Linked DNA regions of Oryctolagus cuniculus: region 2 is linked to region 1. The links are chromatin contacts, called in public Hi-C maps. All regions are on one chromosome and are shown on one strand. The core of a region is the stretch at or near the end of the contact, and the rest is flanking DNA. Distances in the headings are between cores, read along the strand shown. Region 1 has its middle 940 kb from the start of PGER5. Region 2 has its middle 1.1 Mb from the start of PGER5.

The links. A called contact is a pair of places that touch in the nucleus more often than the background predicts.
Region 2: a contact with region 1 is called in a Hi-C map of embryonic fibroblasts, with 4 times the contacts expected there. The contact joins two enhancer-like sites. A contact is called at or near these places in 5 of 6 Hi-C or Micro-C datasets (ear pinna, embryonic fibroblasts, psoas muscle and 2 more).

The regions. Positions count from the first base shown.
Region 1 is chr13:91,642,230-91,645,536 of mOryCun1.1, reverse strand. No RefSeq gene overlaps it. Among named protein-coding and RNA genes, the nearest start is that of PGER5, 940 kb to the right of the region's middle. Within about 2 kb of position 1,761, at least 1 of the 8 cell types and tissues checked has an H3K27ac peak or open chromatin away from gene starts, as enhancers often do.
Region 2 is chr13:91,762,308-91,765,845 of mOryCun1.1, reverse strand. No RefSeq gene overlaps it. Among named protein-coding and RNA genes, the nearest start is that of PGER5, 1.1 Mb to the right of the region's middle. Within about 2 kb of position 2,220, at least 6 of the 8 cell types and tissues checked have an H3K27ac peak or open chromatin away from gene starts, as enhancers often do.

The DNA of each region.
Region 1 (3,307 bases), core at 512-3,011:
CCATTGCCCTCACAGTCCTGTCCTTTCAGAAGGTCCTAAGAAAGGGAGAATCTGAAAAACTGGATTTAACTGTGGTCAATTTGCAAATATTTAATGCAAAAAAGGGATATTCCTGTTAAAAATGTAAGATAACTGAACTTTAGTTTATCCATGCAAAGGTAAGGGCTTTTTCAGTGATCTTATCAATTTCTGTTCATTGGAATCCCTTGAATGTTTTGGAATCCATTCTTGTGCTTATGCATTAACTTCAAACTTTACAGGGCCTACAGTGAAATTCCGCCCTCCCTCCCTCCCCCCCATCATATTGAATATCAGCTTTGTTTTGCCAGTTCCATTTTCAGGCTAGCTGATGGACAGCATTATTGCAGGCAATTAGAAGTGTAGTTGCTAGTTGTTTGCTTTTCTTATGTAGGAGACAACAGTAAGACTAAAGATTACTACTATTTCTGCTTTCTTTTTTAAATGAGGAAATCATAGACTTAAAGATATATGCAAAGGCTAAGAAAAAAAAGTAAAGCATTTGCTTTACGGTACAGTTATTTTCTCTTCATTATGGAAATTGGCTTATTCCAGGATGTTTCAAAAGCTTCCTAAACACATAGAATGTAGATAATGACAAAGGTTTTTATAATGGAGTCTCTTTTGTAAATCACTATGAAATTGTTAGCTGACCTGAAAGAGGGCACAGACCACAAAGTAGAAAGCCTTTTTTTTTTAATGGAATCTTAAGAAAAATGTATAAAATGAATATGTCATTAGCATTTCGTAATAAATCAAAATAAGATATTATTTATATAGCAGAACTTCGAAAACATTTAATTGTATGTGTTAAAAAAAATTGTGCTGTATGTGGACCTGGGAACCACAGGTTTCATCATTTATCCCATTTATACTAATATTCCCTTTCTTTCATCCTCTAAACACTAATAAATAATAGTATATAATGCATCTGATTGCAAACTAGCCTACAAAGATGAGTGCATCGATACTTTTGAGAATTAATAGTAATAAAACTCATGAATGAAATAACCCAATCTGCAAATTCATGTATTAATCCAAATGAAAGAAATATGTGCTTATTGAAAATGTCATCACTTTGGAGAATTAAAATGTACACAAGAATGGTAAAGGTTCTATTATATACCTTTAAACTGAGGAGTCTGAAATTTACTTTGGTGCCAGTAGCGCTTGCCTCCTGAATTTCAAAATAAGTATAATGTCTTATGCTTATTATAATATCTTATAATTATCATACTTGATTGTCTTTATTTTGCCTGTGTCTTGGTTTACTAGTTAGAAAAATGAAAGCTCTAAGAAAAAAAATAGAAAAAAACCTAACTTTATAAAAGGTTCTTTTTTTTTTATTTTGAGAAGTCAAATATACTTAATGCCCTATTGAGTAAATTACTCAGCAACTAAGACATATGGATTTTTTGTAATGTGAATGTTTAATTCACATGTTACTCTAAAATATTTTGTAAAAATAAATGCATAAGACAAAAGGAAATTGACTAAAATATTTTTATATTAATATTTAAATAACCTTAAACATTTTATTAAGCTTTTTCTTTTTTCTGCCTGGTTTGAGAATCAATGACCAAATATAGTACAATGAGTAACTTGGTGAGAACACAATCAGATCCTTCCAAAACTTTTTCCTTCTGTTTCTTGTTGTAAGTTTCCTGTTGGCCTGTCACACTGTGCTCTCAAATCCTTTGCAAACCATATGGGGAAGTAATAAAGTACATCACCCCACCCACAGATGCGTAATGTTTGTTATGTTTGTTAACTGACTGAGGAAAATATTGTGAGCTCATTTGGATTTGTCATATATGGTCATTCAATCATACAGAGCAACAGACAGGACCAGGAAACACCCACGAAATACGACAATAGATAACAAGCAGTTTAACAGTTTAATTCTTTAGCAAAGAGAAGTAAACCCAAAGAAGTCAGATATAACCCTAGACAAAATACCAAAGAGTTGCAATATTTTGGCAATTTCTAATGGTAAGAAGCTCCCTACAAAATCTTGTCTCCGAAATGGCTTTCTTTTTTCTTTAACACCAAAATCTTGCACAGTATTGTCAAGAGGCTTAAAAAGCCTTTATCAGCAGGCAATCTCTCAAAGATCTCAGGAATTCCAAACTTGGAAACACAGGCTCAAGGATTTAGCCCCATCTACTGGAAGCAGAGCATAAAACAAACGCTTTGTAAATAGAAAGTTTTGTCTTTATACACTCATTTAGATAAGATTGTTTTTGTTTCTTTCAAATGAAGACTTGGGCTGAGAAAGTCCCAGAGGAAGAAGGAAAGTGAACAGGAATAGGCACTGGACTCACCCATTACTGAGGCTTTGAATCAAGTTAAGATATTTTCTCTCTTCTTCAGAACTTAAAAAAAAAAAAAAAAAGAATCGGGATTTATAAAATACATCGTTTGCCAATCATCAAACAACACCATGGAGAAACACAGAGGGAACTTTTCCCAATATTTTTGCAGGGTTTGTCAAACAAGTTTCCATAGATGTTAACTTCCCAGTAAACATCATGCCTTCTCTGACTTTCTGCCCACAACACATATCAGTGCCTGCTGAGTTGGTCCCAGGCTGAGGGGCAGATTTGTGTGGGTGAGGGCAGGTCTGCTCCCTTTGCAAAACAAAGAGGAAGTCTAGGCCCTGCCTTCTTTCCTATTCCAGGCCAGATGACCATGTACATATCTATTTATTTCAGAAAAAAAATGCGTACACAGAAAATAGCTGTACAATATTTTTCCCCAAAGTCACATTTATTTACTAACATCTATCTCCCTAAAGAATTAATAGTTATATATGTCAGCCAAAATCGCCTCCAAAAGAATTGGCTAGAGAGAACACTCTTACATCCTTCTAGCAATAGAACAGACTCCAAATTTCTGAGACTTCAAACCTGATTTTTTTGTCATTCAATAGTCTAAATCTAAAAATCAAGTTTTAGAATTGGGCAGTGTGGTGCAGCAGTTAATGTGCCTACATCCCATATTGGAGTGTCTGGGTTTGAGACCCTACTTTGCTTCTAATTCAGTTCCCTGCTACTGTGCACCCTGGGAGGCAACAAGTGATGGCTCAAGTCCTTGGGTCCTGCCATTCACATGGAGGACTTAGACTGAGTTCTGAGCTCCTGGCTTGCATTTGGCTCAGCCCTGGTTGCTGCAGGCCTTTGGGGGTGAACCAGATGATAAAAGATCTAGATTCAGATCTCTCTCTCTCTCTCTTACTTCCTCTGTGCTCCGCCCTTTAAATAAATAAACAAAAGCTAATAAAATAACA
Region 2 (3,538 bases), core at 971-3,470, 120 kb before region 1:
TCCAGCAGATACTGAATTATTGAAACAGTCTAGGTTTTGTATACCATTTTTTGAAGTCTGTTTTTGAAAACCTGGTATAATTGCTTTAAAAAAGAATGTATCCATCTAATATAAGATTCAGAAAAGCTTATGAAACTTACAAGCAGGAACTTGTCATTTTCAAACAGGAGCATTTGTTCTTTTCATGTAACTCTTGCCTGGTAGTGGATCTGTTTGCCATTCTCAGAGTGTTGTGAAGCTATGATATGGAGTTGCTGAGGTCTTCCTAGGATAGACTTAATAAGATACATTTGTCACAGATTGATGATCTACCTACTGCATGAGATGAGGTGAGGATCAAATGAGATAAATTACATGAAATTCTATGAAATTAGCAAAGCTCCATAGTAACACCTGGTGCTGAGAATTTCTCACTGCTACTAAATTGGAAGAGTTAAGAAAGATGTGTGGATCTCAACTTTGTCTTATCCCTTTGACAATTATATTGTCTCCAATGTTCTAATAGAACTGCCAATACTGTGTGCATATTAACTTGAAAAATGTCACAAATACTACCTTCAATTGTTCTTCTGAAGTGTGGACTTAACATGAAAATTTGATGTAAAAAAAAAATGGATGGATTTTTATTTAACACATGTTTTTCTATGGATTAACTTACAGTCAGTCTTCTAATTGAAAGGGATAAGTTTTCAGAGACCAGAAATTCAGGTCCCCTACATTAGTGACTGGGACCTGATTACTTGAGCCACCACCTGCTTTCTTTGAGGTCTGCCTTGGCAGGAAGCTGTAGTCTAGAGCCAGAGTTAGAAACTGAACGCACATTTTCTCATGTAGAATTTGGGTGTCTTAACATCAACCACGAGGCCACATGCCCAACCCTCCATTTCTTTCCTTTAATTTCTCTGAAAAGGTTAAGCTTTGGTAGCTAAGAGAAAGGACTGCAATTGTGGGTCAAAAGGTTTCATACTATCTCAGCTCCCCAAAAATGGCTCCCAGGGTGCACACAAGTCACCGTATTGGCATCTTCTGGGAACTTCTCAACAAACACCACCTTGACTGCCCCAAGAGCCAGGGCACAGCCTACCACAGGCTTCCTTTTCACTCTGATCACTGAGTGGTTCATAAAACTAGCAGGACCAACCCTCTAGACTTCCCTTCCCCAAAGTTGGTTGCAGATTGCAGAGCCCTCTCCTCATTTCCTGTGCCAACAATCCCTTCTTTCTCATGTCATATCTGTTTCTGCTTTATCCATGGATAAAGGTGGTTTGGCACCTTTGAACTCCAACAGATAGAGTTATTTAACGTTTCTATGACAGTGAGACTAAATTTAGTTTGAAGAAGATGATATGTCAGGTCCAATAATATTTATAAACCTTGTTGATGTTCAGCTTACTGTGGAGCAATGGAGCCCAATTTCCTGTTTTATTCATCCTTTTTTCCCCAAACTTTATTTATTAGAAGAGACAGAGAGAGAGAGAAAGAAAGAAAGAGGGAGGGAGCCCTCATCCACTGGATTGTTCCCCACATGTCCACAATGACCACTATCTAGGGCAAAACTGAGAGCTGAGAACTCAATCCAGTTCTACTGCATAGGTCCCAGGGACCCAACCCCTTGAGCCATCACCTCCTCCCTCTGAGGTCATGCACTAGCAAGAAACTGGAATCAAGAACAAGAACTGAGCTGAAACATGAACCCTGGTACTCTACTTGAAGCCTTCGAGAGGTTAATTTAAAGCAAACAGTCTTTCACAAGAGACAAAAGTCCCAATAAAATCACATGCCATTATTTAAAACTTCTTTTTATTTAAGATCAGCACAAATAAATATGTGCTAATATCCTGGCATTTAATCTTCCTCCTTTATATTTCTGACTTCTGCCTTTGTTTCTGGGCTATTTTTCTCCCTATAAACAAAAGCCATCAGGCGATTGGGACTTATAATTCTCTCCAAAGACATTTGTGCTTTTCTATTTCTTTTTTGTTAGTCAGAATCAAAATAACCCAAGAGGGGTAGGATAAAGGAAGTATAATGAGTATACACTTATTAGGGCATTTTATCCAGCAACTGTCTCCAGATAGCAGCTGCATGAGTCATGCCGAACACGTGGATGTCTGTGAGCCTCCAGGGATTACCAAACTCTGACTCAAGGGTGGAGTTTGGTTGCTGAGGCATTTCACAGGGCTCAGCACACTGGGTGATGTCAGTTAATCCAATTACAGTCAGCGGATCAGCAGTATTCCAACAAACACTGCGTTCATTCAGTTCCAGTCAGAACTTCCAGTGGCACAGCCAAGGAAATCTAGGTGGCACAAAAAAAGCTTCTGATAATGGAAAGTACTGGAGGTCCAGCTTAGATATGGCTCCAGGCTTAAACCAATCCCCTGTCAATATCCTATTAGTCACTTCCAGACAGTGTGTCAGAGCAACAGGCTAGATTTCACCTGATGCCTTCAGTTTCTTTGACGATTTTTAAACACCTCTGCTAAGGAATCCGTTTGAGGAACAGATCTATTTTTATTCATAATGACTTCTCCATCTGTCTTGCTATTTTCTAAAAACAGATTAGCATCCTGCATGTATAACCTAGTTTATTTGGTGAACTATTCAGAGCCAAAATGTCTTTCCAAAGAATAACAGAATGATATGAATATTCTGTTTTACAATCACAGAACTAATAGTTACTAAAAAGTGAAAGAATATTTAATTCACTATGATGAAACTATATATTGACTTGATTTTTTGAAACTAGTGGGAACAGGTCCTTGTCAAGTCTTTAACAGATATTTTTCTTTGTGTGAGTTTTCCCTCCTGTGTGTTTTAGAAATAGTTTAAGAATGGGGGTCTGGAGGCTGGTACTGCTCCATCACTGATTTATGGTACAATCTTGAATAAAACCATTAAGTTCTCTGTTCTGATCTCATACTGAAAAGAAGAACAAAATCAGAACAAAATTAGAATGAAACTACTGATCATGGCTGAAAATTTGTTGAAACAATGATATGAGGTAAAAGTATTTAAAGAGTAGCCCAAATATATCAAGTCCTGTTATGTCTGTTAAGATTAAAGTCTTTAGGTAAGATTTCACACCTACTGCATAGGTAAATTGAAAATAAAGACTTCCTAGCTTCATTAAATCAACATCATTTAAATAAATGATTTTATATGTAGTTGTGAATTTTGTTGCAAAGTTGAAATTCCTTTAAAAATGGGAGTAAGTTATTGTATTGCTGTTGTATCTAGATGTGTTAGTTTATAGTCATCAGTGGTAGTAGCGTCCGTCTCTCTATCTCATCTGTACATGTTTTGTCTCACGATGTTCATTTGTATTCATTTTTTATCTAGAGGAAAATATACCATGAAATTCACCTTTTTAAAGTGTACACTTCAGTGACTTTCAGCATAACCATAAAGTTGTGAGTTCATCACAACCATGTAATTCCGAAATATATTCACACCACAAAAACAAATCCCATACTATCTAATATCAACTTCCATTTATCCCCTTCCCTTAACCCCTAACAAATGCTAATTTAGGTTC